Regions from separate parts of the Rattus norvegicus genome. Here all the other regions are linked to region 2. Evidence: chromatin contacts called from public Hi-C data. All regions are on one chromosome and are shown on one strand. Each heading gives the region's core, a stretch centred on a gene start, on an enhancer-like site or on the middle of the called end of the contact. The rest is flanking DNA. Distances are from core to core; before and after follow the strand shown. Region 1 holds the start of Tcf7l2 (transcription factor 7 like 2). Region 2 has its middle 63 kb from the start of Trnav-aac8. Region 3 overlaps Vti1a (vesicle transport through interaction with t-SNAREs 1A).

Region 1 (4,641 bases), core at 666-3,165, 110 kb after region 2:
GCCAGATGTGTAATGTAAAGGCATCCAGTGGAAAGGCCCAGGAAGGGGACTGCTCAGTCATCTGTGCACAGATTCAAGACTAGGCTGCACTTCAGACTCTGTGTTTTTACTTGGTGTCTTGAAACATTCCCCTTTCCGTCTCTACTCTCCCTCCTAGACACTGCGCTGTCTTATTTATTTATGAAGTCTGAAGGTTAGTCCTACCTGCTGAGACTAATTAGCCCTCCGCTTTGTGTCCCATGCAATCCGTCGGATGAAATGTACACATTTGTTTTGCGTTTTTTTTTTTTTCCCCAGTCTCTTTCTCCCTCCACTTCTGGTTTTCTGATGAATATGAAAGTTAGGAGGTGGGATGGTGATTCTCAGCCGTCTCCCCCACCCCATCCTTATTTTTGTCTGCATCTTCCGGCTTTAGTGTGCAAATGTGCTTGGGATTTTTTTCCCCCCCAGTGCAGGGGGATTCGTTGGCCTTGTCAATCTCAGTATCGTTGTTTTCTGTTGTCTTCTTTCTGAGGCCTTAGCCTGTAGAACAGTTTTGTTGAAACCCCAAATTCTCTAAATATTACACGGTAAATTGGCTACTTTTGGAAATCTACAATGGATTTGCTTATTAAAGGGGAGGGTGGGTTAATTTAATACGTTGTGGACCCCAGAACAACATCACACCTAATGGTAGTTGCCAGTTCTTATCGATTTATTATTTCCTTCCAAGATATATGTATATATATTTCCTCTTTCACATTGGATGTCCCAGTCCACTTGTCATTAGATATTTGCAAGGAAAAGCTCTTCTGAGTCTACCATGCCGCAACACGGTTTGGGGATCCCGCCTTTCTCCTTCGACATTTTCTTCACCATCTCATAGCAAATCAGTTTGCCCTCACTGGAACTTAAAAACCAACAAACATGGGTCTCAACTCCTAGGCTGCCCACCTCTTCCCCGAGGGCTTCCAGGCCAGCTTTGGTGACTGTCTTCTGCCAGGGCCCTCAACATCTACAGTCTCTGGACATCCTCTCAGACCCTCTTGGAGAAAAACTCCAGCCCCACTCCTCCCCAGGGCTTGGTGAAGTTTCACTTTTATTTTCCTATGAGCTGTTACCGCCCAAACATTTCACCTCCAAAGTCGAAAAGGACTTGAATCCTACATCACTTCCTACTTCCAACGTCAGTTAAAAAAAACAAAAAAACTTTACATTACCCTTAAGGATATTTTTAATACTCCAGACAAACCTATAGTATTTGTTTTCTTGGACAAAACGCCTTCTTGTCATATTTAACCTAGTGGGACTTTACATTCAATGACATGATTCACTGTCATTAAACAAAAAAGGGAGGGGAGCCCTGTGGGTCAGCCTCCCTGTGGATGGCCCAGCCTCTCCGCTTCCCCAGGTTCTCTTAGAGCAAGAGGGGTGAGCCTTCTTCTGGACCAGTCATGTCTCTTCCCGCCCCAGTGCGGCCAACTTCATCGGGGGCTTAATCACTGAACACCCTGTCCTTGTGTCCCATAGTCCTCCCCTCCTGGACCCCATCTTCAGGACTTCTGGCTAACACTTTTTCTGGGCCTCTCCCCATCCCCGCCCCCCAAGTGGGCTTTCCTTCCGCCTTCTCCGGCTCAGATTCCGGACTGGGTTGCCACCCCCTTCCCCTCCTCTCCCGGTCCGCATTGTCTTTCGGAACCCGCCCCCTCCAGGAGCGAGGCCCGCACCGTCCGGGCGCCCGGCTCGCACGCAGCGCACAGGCCGCACCCCGCGCGCCTCCCGCGGCCCCGGCCCGCCCCGCTCCCTCTCCCGGCGCCCAAAGGATCATTGTTGGCCGCCCCCGCCCCGCCCACCCCGGCTGTTTATTTATGCACACGTCACCCGCGAGGCCCCGCCCCCTGGCATCTCATTAAGGCGAGTGTGTTCCTCTCGCCCTGTCAATAATCTCCGCTCCCAGACTACTCCGTTCCTCCGGATTTCGATCCCCCTTTTTCTATCTGTCAATCAGCGCCGCCTTTGAACTGAAAAGCTCAGTCTAACTTCAACTCACTCAAATCCGAGCGGCACGAGCTCCTTCGGTGTCTTCGGCTTCCCCCCCCCTTTGCTCTTATATCTGACTTCTTCTTGTTGTTGTTTTTTTTTTTTACCCCCCCTTTTTTTATTTATTATTTTTTTGCACATTGATCGGATCCTTGGGAACGAGAGAAAAAAGAAACCCAAACTCACGCGTGCAGAAGATCTCCCCCTTCCCCTCCCCTCCTCCCTCTTTTCCCCTCCCCAGGAGAGAAAGACCCCAAAGCAGGAAAAAAAGTTAACCTTGGACTCGTCTTTTTCTTGCAGTATTTTTTTTGGGGGGGACTCGCAAAACTTTTTTCTTTTTTTTTCTTTTTTTTTCCTTTTCTTCCTCCTTCATTTTTCTTCCAAAATTGCTGCTGGTGGGTGAAAAAAAAAATGCCGCAGTTGAACGGCGGTGGAGGAGATGACCTAGGCGCTAACGACGAACTGATCTCCTTCAAAGACGAAGGCGAGCAGGAGGAGAAGAACTCGGAAAACTCCTCGGCGGAGAGGGATTTAGCCGATGTCAAGTCGTCGTTGGTCAATGAATCAGAGACGAATCAAAACAGCTCCTCCGATTCCGAGGTAGGAAGAGCCCCTCGGGCTGGCGGGTGGCTCCAGCCGGTTCCCCGGCCGGGAGAGCGGGGCTGGAAGGCGAGGCGAGGCGGGTCGGGCTTGCGGGCGGCGCGGACGGTGGCCCGGGCTGCTGGCTGCGAAAACTTGTAACCGTGTTTTTCTGCACCCCTTTCTCCGCCGACCCTCCCTCCCTGCACCCCCTCGGCGCGGCTCTCACCCCTCGCCCTCCCCACCTCGCCCCTCCGGGAAGGCGGAAAGACGGCCTCCGCCTCGCTCCGAAAGTTTCCGAGATAAATCCCGGGAAAGTTTGGAAGAAGGTGAGTGCGCCCCGCGCGCCCCCAAAACCGCGCGATCGCGTTCCCCCTCCCCGGGGTCGGCCTGGCGGGTGCCCTCGCCCCACTCCCTACCCACCCTACCCGAGTTCCCGCGCCGGCCGGGCCCTGGGGACGCGCGCGGGCCCTCGGGGGGACACTTGCTAAAAAGTTTCTCCCGCTCTCTCCCGCGCCGCGCGGCCGCCGCCGTCCCCTCCGCCGCCCCGCCATGTTAGCGGCCAAGAGGCAAGATGGAGGGCTCTTTAAGGGGCCACCGTATCCCGGCTACCCCTTCATCATGATCCCCGACCTGACGAGCCCCTACCTCCCCAACGGATCGCTCTCGCCCACCGCCCGAACCGTAAGTGCCACCGCGCTCCCCGCCCTGCCCGCCTGCCGGCCCCGCATGCCCTGCCCCTCCCCCGCCCCGCCCCTCCCCCCTCCCCTCCCCCCCTCTCGCGGCCCGAACTCTCCAAACTTTTTCTCTGCCTTTTGTGGACTGGGTTTGTTTGCGCTTCGCCATGTTCTGGCTTTTTCTTGTGCTTGCCTCGCGATTCGGGGAGCCTTTTATTTTTCCTCAGGCAGGGCTCTGTTGGGGTGCCAATCTGGACTTTTAATTTTTCTTTCTCTTTTCTTTTCTGATTTTTTCTTTTCCTTTTCTTTTTGAGCTCTGATTTCCCCCTCCCCCCTTGCTGGTGGTGTTTGTTTCTTGTCCCTGGGAAGAGGACTGTGTGGCTCTTTCTTCTCCCTCTCTTCCTTCCCTCTTCTGTGCGTCTTGGGCTTTCCCCAGGTTAACCCCTTGGCTGCTGGCTGGGAGGCCCAGCTGGGCCGCGCGGGTTCCCGGTGCCTTTGGCTCCAGGAGCCGCGGTGCTGAGCGCGCAGCCTCGGCCCTGCGGAAGCTCCAGGCTCTGGCCCTAGCCAGTCATTTTAGCTTTCTAGTGGCGATCGCAGGCTCCAGGGCCTCTTGGCTCCTTCTTCCACGGGAAGGTCACACTTGCCAGGCTTGGTCCCCTCGCAGGCCTGGGGGCCCTGGGCGTGCTTTTTCTCTGCAGACCGGGCAAAGCTGCCCCACGCTGCTAGCTGCGAGCCGTGCGTGGTTGGGAGGCCCGTGTGGCGGGGCTTCTGGATTTGTATGTAGTCAGGATGGCCTGTTGAGTGGACTTTTGTCAAGGGAAATTCGGTGCCTTCGGATGGGGTGTGGAGGCCTTCTTTTCCCTGAGCAGCTAGCTCACTGTGGGCCCCTGGGGCAGAGACAGAGGCAGAGGCAGAGGCTAGGGTGAGCGCTTTCAAGGAGGTGTAGGAGGCTTGGGGATGCCTCCCTTTCTGGGGATCGGCCACCCAACTTTGGGGGGCCCAGGGCAGCGCGGGGTGCCAGGCTCCCCGGGCTCTCCCTGCGGCGCACCTCCGGCACACACCGCAGACATTTGTTCCTGATCGTCCCCTCCCCCGGGGCCTCTGGCCTCTTCCCTCACACTGTCCCCTGCCTCCTCCCTTTCCCCGCTAAAAAACCTGGATTGCGAAGCTCTAGACACAGAAGGCGCGTTAGTGCCCAGCTTCCTGGGGTTGTCACTTTGCACCTCTGGCCGCAATCCCTACCTCGTGTTCGCACATACTAGTTTTGTTTTGTTTTGTTTTTTTCGCTTATTCAAGGTGGCAATCTGAAATAAAATGCTCACTGTTGAACAGTGCTGGGATTGGATCAGTCAAACCTACAAGTGTT
Region 2 (4,622 bases), core at 1,052-3,551:
CTCACAAGCGGCGTGGCCCAGCACTCAGGCCATACACTTAGCTGCTGGGGCCTCTGCAGGTGGCCCTCAGTCAACCTCAGCTCCTCAGCGCCCTTCCTAGAGTCACTCACACATGGATCGACGGCCGTCATCGATCTTGGGAGGACCGCTAACAGAACAAAGCCATGGGACACCTGGCCAGAACCTGGACAGCGGGGAATATTCCAGACATGGGAGCAGTTGGTTGAACAAGGGCGACGTGCCTGCCTGGCTCCAGTCACAGAGAAATTACCCATTTGTGCTTCGAGGACAAGAGTGCTTAACAGTAACTGAACATGGTCAGTGACGTCCAAAGCTGATGACAGTTGGGTGGTTGCTTCCTCACATGGGTTGAATGACACCACCCCCATCCCAACCAAGAAATTGTCCCCTTGGGACAAAGGCAGGGCTGGTGGAGTGATCCCTGCCCAACGAATGGTGCCATCTGCCTCTGGGGAAAACGGCAAACCTGGAGTAATAAGTGTAAGCTCTTGTTACTCTGCTACACCCTCATGTAGCCTCTGCCTCCCCCCGCCTCCCCCGCCGCTGACAACTGAGGTATGATTGGCTTCCAAATGGGGATTGGAAACCAGGGGCCCATGTCTCTTGCTTCAGGCTAGACAGTTGCTCCCTCACTCTGTGGAACAGGGCATTTAGTGAGTGCCAGGAGGCTGGCTCCCCAAATCAGAAGGGGTCTGCATTGCCAGACCGAAACAGCAAACAGATAATGTGAGTCTCTTCAGAGGCCCTCGGCTGACTGGCAGTCTCCAGTGGGAGCTTGACCCAGGCCAGCCCATGGGAGAGAATTAGAGTGGCCCTAGCTGCCGCTTGAGAGGGCCCTTCAGTGTACACGACTGCTCTGTCCCTGGATAGCGTAGGTCATCCAACCGTAAACAGGCTTCAGCCATACCCAGCAACCAAAGCAGTTGCTGCTCCATGTCCACTCAGACAAGCTGGTAGGCTCTAACTGCTCCTAAACTTGCCGGCTCTCGGGATAAGGAGAGACCTCCCAAACCCAGGATGACCATTGGCTGTTCTGTGTTCTCCCGTCGGTGAGTCCAGAAAGCACAGCTTCAGACCGTGGCTTCTCTTCCCGGGTGGCACCCAACTGATGGCTTGTCAGCCTCAAAAAAATGTTTTCATCTCTGGAAGAAACAACGCGTGAAAAAGCAGTTCTGAAAGCGGAATTAAGAGCTTGTTAGACACGGGCCTTGGGTCAGGGTAGGTGGCCTATCTGGGGGGCCTTTGAGGAGACATGCTGGGATTCTTTTTTTTTTTAACCCAGCCTTTCTCCCCCGCAGTTCCCGCTTAATGAAGCCGTTGTACAAGGTCCTTGGAGAGCCCACATGCTCCAAAGTAGTACCAAGTGTCCCATTACTGTAAACGGCCTTTTATTTTCAAGCTAATGCTATATTTGGAAAGCAGTAATCCCGAGGAAATGATACTGGGACTAATGGGGAACATATTACCTTTCATGTGTGGGTTTTTTTCCATGTTTAAGGTTTCTTTGTTATTATCTGAGTAGTGAGGCTCTGCTCACACTCTTGGGCAAAAAAAAAAAAATCAAAATAAGCCTTAAAGCAGTAATATTTTAATAAGCATCAAATGTCTTCGATGAGATAAAAGTATTATATAGTGTTTTGATATTGGGCTTTAGTTAAAGCCTCATTAAAAAACTTTTTTTTTTCCCTCAGATGTACTGGGGGTTAGTGGAGATGTATTTTTAAATTCAGGTGGAAGGGAAAGTTCTAGTTTGGGTCAATTATGCTAATTAAATGCCACAAATGACTGAAATTGCCAGCAAATGGACTTATTTGTTGTTTATAGTATTGCCATTGATCAAACCCAGCAGCTAATGACATGGGAGCTGGCAAGCTAGAGGCCTTGGTCTGAAGGAAGCGCAAACGCTCTACACCAATCAGGGCCTCCGCTACAGAAACTGGGGTTTCCCCAGCACTGTCCTTCTGTCAGAGTTTTGTGACAGCCAAGGCTGCCTGCCGCCTCTCTGAAACTCACCTTCATTTGTCAATGAATGTTGGTCTTGTTCCCAGCCCCAGCTGGGAAGCACTGAGGGGCCCAGGTTACGAAATGAAACCAAGACTCCTATTTCTTCACACACAGCCCGCACCCCAGCCAGAGCTCTGGGCTCTTTCGAACTGAAAGGGAAAGTCTTGAAGATTCTGCATTTGGTTGTAGAAAATGAGGAAACTGAGCATTAGATAGAGGAACTGATCTGCCCAAGGGCACACAGCAAGCTACATTGCAGAACCAAGAATAGAAAGGCTATCTCGGGAGCCTCAGTATCGGTCTCGTGCCTCTGCCCTTTCCTCCCTGCTGTGATACAGGGAACTTCTTCAGCAGCGCCTCCCCCCCCCCCCCCCCCCCCCCGTTCCCTGACCCTATACTCTCAGCTCCCTGCGGTGACAGTGAGTCCCATCTCAGTTGGTGACATAAGCACAAGCTTCAAGATTGGAATCAGGCCGTGGATAAGCATCTGTGTCCTCATCTCCTAATGGAGAGTGGGGGTCAGGTTTCTACTGCAAAACGGAACGCCAAGGTTGGGGATCCGGCTCCATCAGTAAAAAGCCTGCTCCAATCTCCAGAAGCCAAGTAAAGCAAAAGCAAAAAGCCATGTGGTGACATACAGTGAGCTCAGTGCTAGGGAGGCAGAGACATGTAGATCCCTGGGCTAGCTGGCATGTGCACCACACACACACGCGCACACACACACACACACACACACACACACACACACATGGAATACTGTTGACTCTGGAAAGATGGGACATCAAAGCTGGTAGGTAGGGGACCCATGACATCAGGCTGATGTGTGTGTGACACCAGCTCATGTAACTCCTTGCGTCCAGATGTTCTCAGGGTTGGTTCTCCAGATGAATAACACTTCAGAAAAGCTGTTACCCAGGGAAGTCATCAAGAATCTGGGAAGGAGGGAAGGTCCACAGACAAGGTGAAACCTTGTCTACTCCATTTTGTCGCACTCTCTCACTCAGGACCCTCCTGAGTGCTTCTCAGTAATCTGATTCCCAGGCAGGCCGAGTAGGCTCTTCCCACATAAACCAGAACCACAGCTAGGCTAACTGGAGGCACCTTTACCTCAGGAGTATGGGCTTCTGATCCTGATTTCAGTCACCTGACACCGAGCCCTTCAGTGACTTTTCTCTCCAAGCCTCAGTTTGCTGGTATGTAAAATGGGAGACCTTGTCTTGGAAAGCTACAGTTTGTGTGGCTCGCCAGGGGGCAGTTGCTGAGTATTGGGGACACAGGGCAACCAGGATTGTCTCAGCTTTTTCCGTGTAGATAATTCCCAGCCACAGGTAATGCTGAAGTAAAATAATTTAGGGAATTTCGAACTTTGCATCTATTTGCGTTTTGTATTTGTACGTGTGTGTGTGTGTGTGTGTGTGTGTGTTTGTGAATGTGTGTGTGTGAATGGTGTGAATGTGTGTGTATATGTGTGTGTGAATGTGTGTGTATATGTGTGTGAATGTGTGTATATATGTGTGTGTGAATGTGTGTGTGAATGTATGTGTGTGTGAATGTGTGTGTGAATGTATGTGTGTGTGAATGTGTGTGTGAATGTATGTGTGTGAATGTATGTGTGTGAATGTGTGTGTGTGAATGTGTGTGTGTGAATGTGTGTGTGACTGTGTGTGTGACTGTATGTGTGTGTGTGAATGTGTGTGTGAATGTATGTGTGTGTGAATGTGTGTGTGAATGTATGTGTGTGAATGTGTGTGTGTGAATGTGTGTGTGTGTGAATGTGTGTGTGACTGTGTGTGTGACTGTATGTGTGTGTGTGAATGTGTGTGTGAATGTATGTGTGTGTGAATGTGTGTGTGAATGTATGTGTGTGAATGTATGTGTGTGAATGTGTGTGAATGTGTGTGTGAATGTGTGTGTGTGAAAGTGTGTGAATGATGTGAATGTGTGTGAATGTGTGTGTGAATGTGTGTGTGTGAATGTATGTGTATGTGAATGTATGTGTGTGAATGTGTATGTATGTGTGTCTATGTGCATGTGTGTGTGAATGTGTGTATATGTGTGTGTAAATGTGTGTGAATGTGTGTGTATGTGCATGTGTGTGTGAATGTATGTGTATATGTATGTGTGTGTGAATGTGTGTGTATATGTGTGTGAATATGTGTGTATTGTGTGGTATTGTGTGTTTGAGTGTGAATGTATGTGTGTGTGAATGTATTGTGTGTGTGAATGTGTGTGAATATGTGTGTATTGTGTGTGTATTGTGTGTGTGAGTGTGTGTGAATGTATGTGTGTGTGAATGTATTGTGTGTGTGACTGTGTGTGTATATGTGTGTGTGTGAATGTGTCTGTGTGTGTGTTCATTTGTATACAGGTACATAAGTGTGCATGTGTATGTGGAACTCAGAGATGAATTCTGGGTGTCTTTTGAACTGCTACCCACCTTGTTTTGGGTTTTAGGTGTATTTATTTTATTTTTATGCGATGGAGTATTTTGCCTGCATGTATGTCTGTGCACCACATGTGTGCCCAGTACCTGCAGAGGTCAGAACATCCCTTGGAACTAAAGTCCTGGATAGTCCTGAAGCCTGTGTCAGTGCCAG
Region 3 (4,231 bases), core at 645-3,144, 84 kb before region 2:
TGACAGGGAACCTGTGGACACTGCCAGTTTCTCTTATCCTCCCCACAGCTCAGAGTTCTGTCTTACTGCTCAGTACAACTTGTACCTCTAATGAATTTAGAGGTTGCTTTGTCAGATTTGTTTTTAATCCTTTTCCTTCTCTTGTCCTCTTCCACCACCCATTCTCTCTATTTTTCTCTTTCTTTCTCTTTGGGCCAGGTCTCATGTAGCCCAGGCTGATCTCAAACGTTTGTAGCGGAGGATTATTTTGAACTTCTCCTGTCTTCACCTCCTGAGAGCTAGGACTGCAGCTGCGCGCTACCATGCCTGATGTCTGTGGAGCCCAGTGATACTCGCCAAGCCCTCAGCCAGCCCAGCTCCTGTTCTTTCCTCTTCTGTTTCTCACTACTTTTACTTCCCCTCTTTTCTCTCTTTCCAGTCTTCACAGCATTTTACTTGACCACCTTATGTCAGTAAACACAATGAGAAAACCAGTTTCCCAGCATCCCCTCAGCCTGTAAAAACAAACCTAAAGTCACTAAAGACAAGGCAGGTTATTAGAGAAATGGGACTTTGCAGTGAGGTGTGTTTTACAATGAATTCTACTGTAAAGAAGAAGCTTTTAATATTTTTCCCTTGGGATAGACTGAATAATTTATGCCTAATGACAAGGAAGTACATGTAATTAGTCTGGGTAATATATGCTTTCTGTTCAGTGGTGTAGTTTAAAGTGATTAAGACACTTAAGCGTTTTCAGTGGTAAATATCTGCCTTCCTTGTTGCCCTTGGGGTCTCTGGAAGTTTGTTGTGACTGCCTGTGTTGAAGTCATGTGGGACTCACAGTACTGAGGAGAGTAACTGGTGTAGGTCTTCGGCCAAGAGTGATGGGCAGAGCCTCCTGCAGCTGGCCCTAAGAGTTGGGGTTGGAGGACTGAGGAGCTGTCTTGAAGCTCTGCGTGTCTTTTTGTTGGTGTTTGCATTTTTAACTGAGCCTCAGTATATGATCTAGCCTGGTCTAGAACCTGTTTTTGTTTTGTTTTGTTTTAGCATAGGTTAGCCTCAGACGTTGTGGTCCTTCTGCGTTGCCCTGCATGTTGCTGAGATTGCAGGTGTCCATCACCCCTGGCTGGGTGACAATGGGGGACACCATGTGGCTCAGCATAGAATAGAAACATGTAAGGGAAGGTATTCAGTTAACATGTTGATATCACCCATATCACATAGAATAAAATGGATTTCTGACATTGGTTTTTAATTAATAATTTCCACCCGCTTTTGGCCCAGGACTCCAATGTGTTTATTCCACTTGCCTTCTTCCCTCCCAATTAGAGGGTAGATTTCACCCTTTATCTTTGCAGGTAACGGATCCAAGACATTTTTATGTAAATGGACTAATTAATTGGTAGCCTTCATTTGAAGCTTAAAATAAAAGTAATCCTTTTTGAGAGGCATTAAACTACGTTTAAAGCCACAAACAATTCTTCCTGAAGTACCTTGTTGCACAATTAGAACTAAGTTGACAGCAGCAGACATAATGGAGGGCGTTACCCCTTACCTAAGAACCGTTTTTTTTCCCAGCGTGATTAAAGAAATCCCTTCACTGAGAAACTGTGCAGCAGCCTCCTCACTCACTTGTCTAAAAAAAAATATCACATTTCCAGAACGTAACAGTACATAATGTCAAAACTCCAGATGACTCGACATGGCATGTGAAGTCACTGAGAGCGGGCTGTAGCCACAGAGATGTGCGGACCTCATGGACGGGCTGCTGCAGCTGGGCTCCTCTGAGAGAGCACAAGCCTCTCTGCTCTCCAGCCCCATGATTTATGCAAATGAGAAAGCCTTGGCGGTCTCCACTTCCTGGCCAGGCCAGCATAATCCACTTCCTTCGGGTTCATGTGACCATGCAAATTTGAGCACTCTGAATAGTCCCACGGGGCCGCGCCTCTCATTATCCCTGCCCCATTCTCTGGGCAGTGCAAGCATTCGGAGTCTGAATGGACAAGGGCCTAATTACTCAGCACATCTGTCAGATCAGATGCAGCCTGAGAATGAAGAGGACCCCAGACGAGCCCAGCCCTTTCTGTGCTGTGTTCTTGGTGGCCGGGGTCGTCCAGCCCTGTCTTCTAGGCAATATTTCCACTGCGTGCTTCATGACCCTTCAGGAAAAGAGGGACTCCAGCTTTGGAGATCCATTACTGGGCCTTTCACATTGTGTGTGGCCTTTACACATGTTAATTAATCTTGCTGAGGACAAGGGAGCGTCAGGGAGCCCTTTATTCTCCCTGGGTGCTGATGACCAACACAAATGGCAGAAAGTTTTGCTTACTGTTTCCTGACCTTGCGCCCTCTCTGTGCATACCCCTGTGCTTCCCCCTCCCCCAATATGTCTCCGCACAACAGATGGACTGCTCACGTTACCGGGCCAGCCAGAGTTTGACATAGCAAAGGCAGAGTCAGTGAGTGGAGAGTGAACCTCAGGAAGCAAGGTTATGGCCAAGTTACCTGTGCCAGTGCTGTCTCCTAAGGAAAGCATGGGAGATGGGAGGAGAGAGTCATGCCCATGGGGACACACAGACAGGAAGCCCACTGAATGGGCACCAGCATTGGGCACTGGCTGCCCTCTTCTAAGTCTTGGTGTCGGTGTCTTTTGGGTTTAAGGGGGGTTTATGAGTCCACGGAACCCTGAACCACGAAGCCCTGCGGGTTATTATGGTGGGTTCTTTTTTTTTTTCTGTTTTTTTTTTTGTTTGTTTTGTTTTAATTTGATTTTGCCTTTCTCTCTCTCTCTCTCTCTCTCTCTCTCTCTCTCTCTCTCTCTCTCTCTCTCTTTTCTTTTTTCTGTTTTTCGGAGCTGGGGACCAAACCCAGGGCCTTGCACTTGCTGGGCAAGCTGTTCTACCACTGAGCTAAATCCCCAACCCCACCTTTCTCTTTTTTAATTTAAAATTCATAAATTAAAACTGCATATAATTAATCGTTTTATTTTTGTCATATGTTTACTTGTGGTTTTTGTTTGTTTATACCTTGCATTGTAGGTTTTTGGGGTTTTTTGGACTTTTTTCATTCTGAGAAGAAGAAACAGAATATGACACCACGTGATTAAGAAGGCCAGGAAGACCTGGGAGGAGTTGGGAGAGGGGAAAGGGTATGATCAAATTGTATTCAATGAAAATATATAAATCTAATTAACAACTTAAAAGTGAGCTGTTCAGGACACTTGCGGTGTTAGACAGCTATTACCTCTCTCTGGTTCCCTAGACCCACAAGTAGCCTCTCCATCCCACTGTCTCTGTGGATTCCCCTGTTCTGAATAATATACAGACTGAAGTCACCACGGTTTGCCTCTGCGTGTGTGTGTGTGTGTGTGTGTGTGTGTGTGTGTGTGTGTGTGTGTGTGTGTGTGTGACTTCGTTGGCTCTTTGGCTTCTCTCTCCTCTGTTGTCTAATTTTTCCTCGAGGTCTGTGGAGTCCAGCTCTGAAGTAGCTCAGCTCAGCTCAGAGTCACAGCCTGCCTGCTACTGGCCCTCACTCAGACACCACTCATTCTCCAGCTGGTCTTTTCTCAAGCACAACCCGTCTAACAGAGTCGCTGCCCTGCTCAGTTCTCCGCAGTGGCCCCTCCATCCTTCAGAGCAAACCCATGCTCTTCCTATGACCTCGCAAACTAACTCTCCTTAGCGGACCCCTCCTTGGGCTCAATCACTCCTCTGAGAAGCTCTGGTCCAGCCACCTTAGCTGCTCTCAGGTCTCTGACGCCTGATGCTCACTTGCTGTTGTCTCTGTGGGGCCTGCGTCCTCCCCAGCGATACTCAGCCTTGGCAGCCGCTGCGCTTCTCCTTCCTCTAACCTGACTGTCAGAACGAGCTCTTCTCCTTAGTCCTGGTGTCTAAGTCGGCCTGGCACTCGAGCAACCAGTCTGTAGCTCAGGGCAGTTACAAATCTCTGCCCATTGCCCACCAGATCTTTGCTTCCCCAGCCTCGTGTTTCTAGTAGCAGCAACTACTGTGTAGTTCTTCGATAAATAACTAGTTGCAGGATTCAAATTCTCTTCTCCAAAGAAAAAGCTATGGCTGGTCAGGAGCCTGAGTCCTGAGTAGAAGGCATAGTAACAAGGACTAACAGTCAGAGTCCTAATTACTTTAGTCATTTGTTGAATTTAAGTTACCACGGTGGTTTACCAGGTTCAATTAGTAGAAAATGCAACTTTATTGCAACCCACCCCCACTCTGTTCCTTACAGATCCCAAGAG

What was found. Hi-C and Micro-C count contacts between places; a contact is called where the count stands out from the background.
Region 1: a contact with region 2 is called in a Hi-C map of liver, with 2.6 times the contacts expected there. The contact joins the promoter of Tcf7l2 here to the enhancer-like site in region 2. A contact is called at or near these places in 2 of 12 Hi-C or Micro-C datasets (hepatocytes and liver).
Region 3: a contact with region 2 is called in a Hi-C map of liver, with 2.1 times the contacts expected there. The contact joins two enhancer-like sites. A contact is called at or near these places in 3 of 12 Hi-C or Micro-C datasets (hepatocytes, kidney and liver).

Annotation. Positions count from the first base shown.
Region 1 is chr1:264,789,420-264,794,060 of GRCr8, forward strand. Tcf7l2 (transcription factor 7 like 2) reads left to right here and starts at 1,916. Exons shown (of 15, transcript NM_001415805.1): 1 at 1,916-2,619; 2 at 2,861-2,927; 3 at 3,158-3,282. The coding sequence starts at 2,431. LOC120100061 (a long non-coding RNA gene) reads right to left here and starts at 3,162. Exons shown (of 2, transcript XR_005499758.1): 1 at 3,027-3,162; 2 at 2,382-2,744.
Region 2 is chr1:264,680,305-264,684,926 of GRCr8, forward strand. No RefSeq gene overlaps it. Among named protein-coding and RNA genes, the nearest start is that of Trnav-aac8, 63 kb to the right of the region's middle. Within about 2 kb of position 2,302, at least 17 of the 93 cell types and tissues checked have an H3K27ac peak or open chromatin away from gene starts, as enhancers often do. A contact at or near this core is called in hepatocytes and liver, where this site is marked.
Region 3 is chr1:264,596,832-264,601,062 of GRCr8, forward strand. All of the region lies in intron 7 of Vti1a (vesicle transport through interaction with t-SNAREs 1A), which reads left to right. Among named protein-coding and RNA genes, the nearest start is that of Trnav-aac8, 150 kb to the right of the region's middle. Within about 2 kb of position 1,895, at least 29 of the 93 cell types and tissues checked have an H3K27ac peak or open chromatin away from gene starts, as enhancers often do. A contact at or near this core is called in liver, where this site is marked.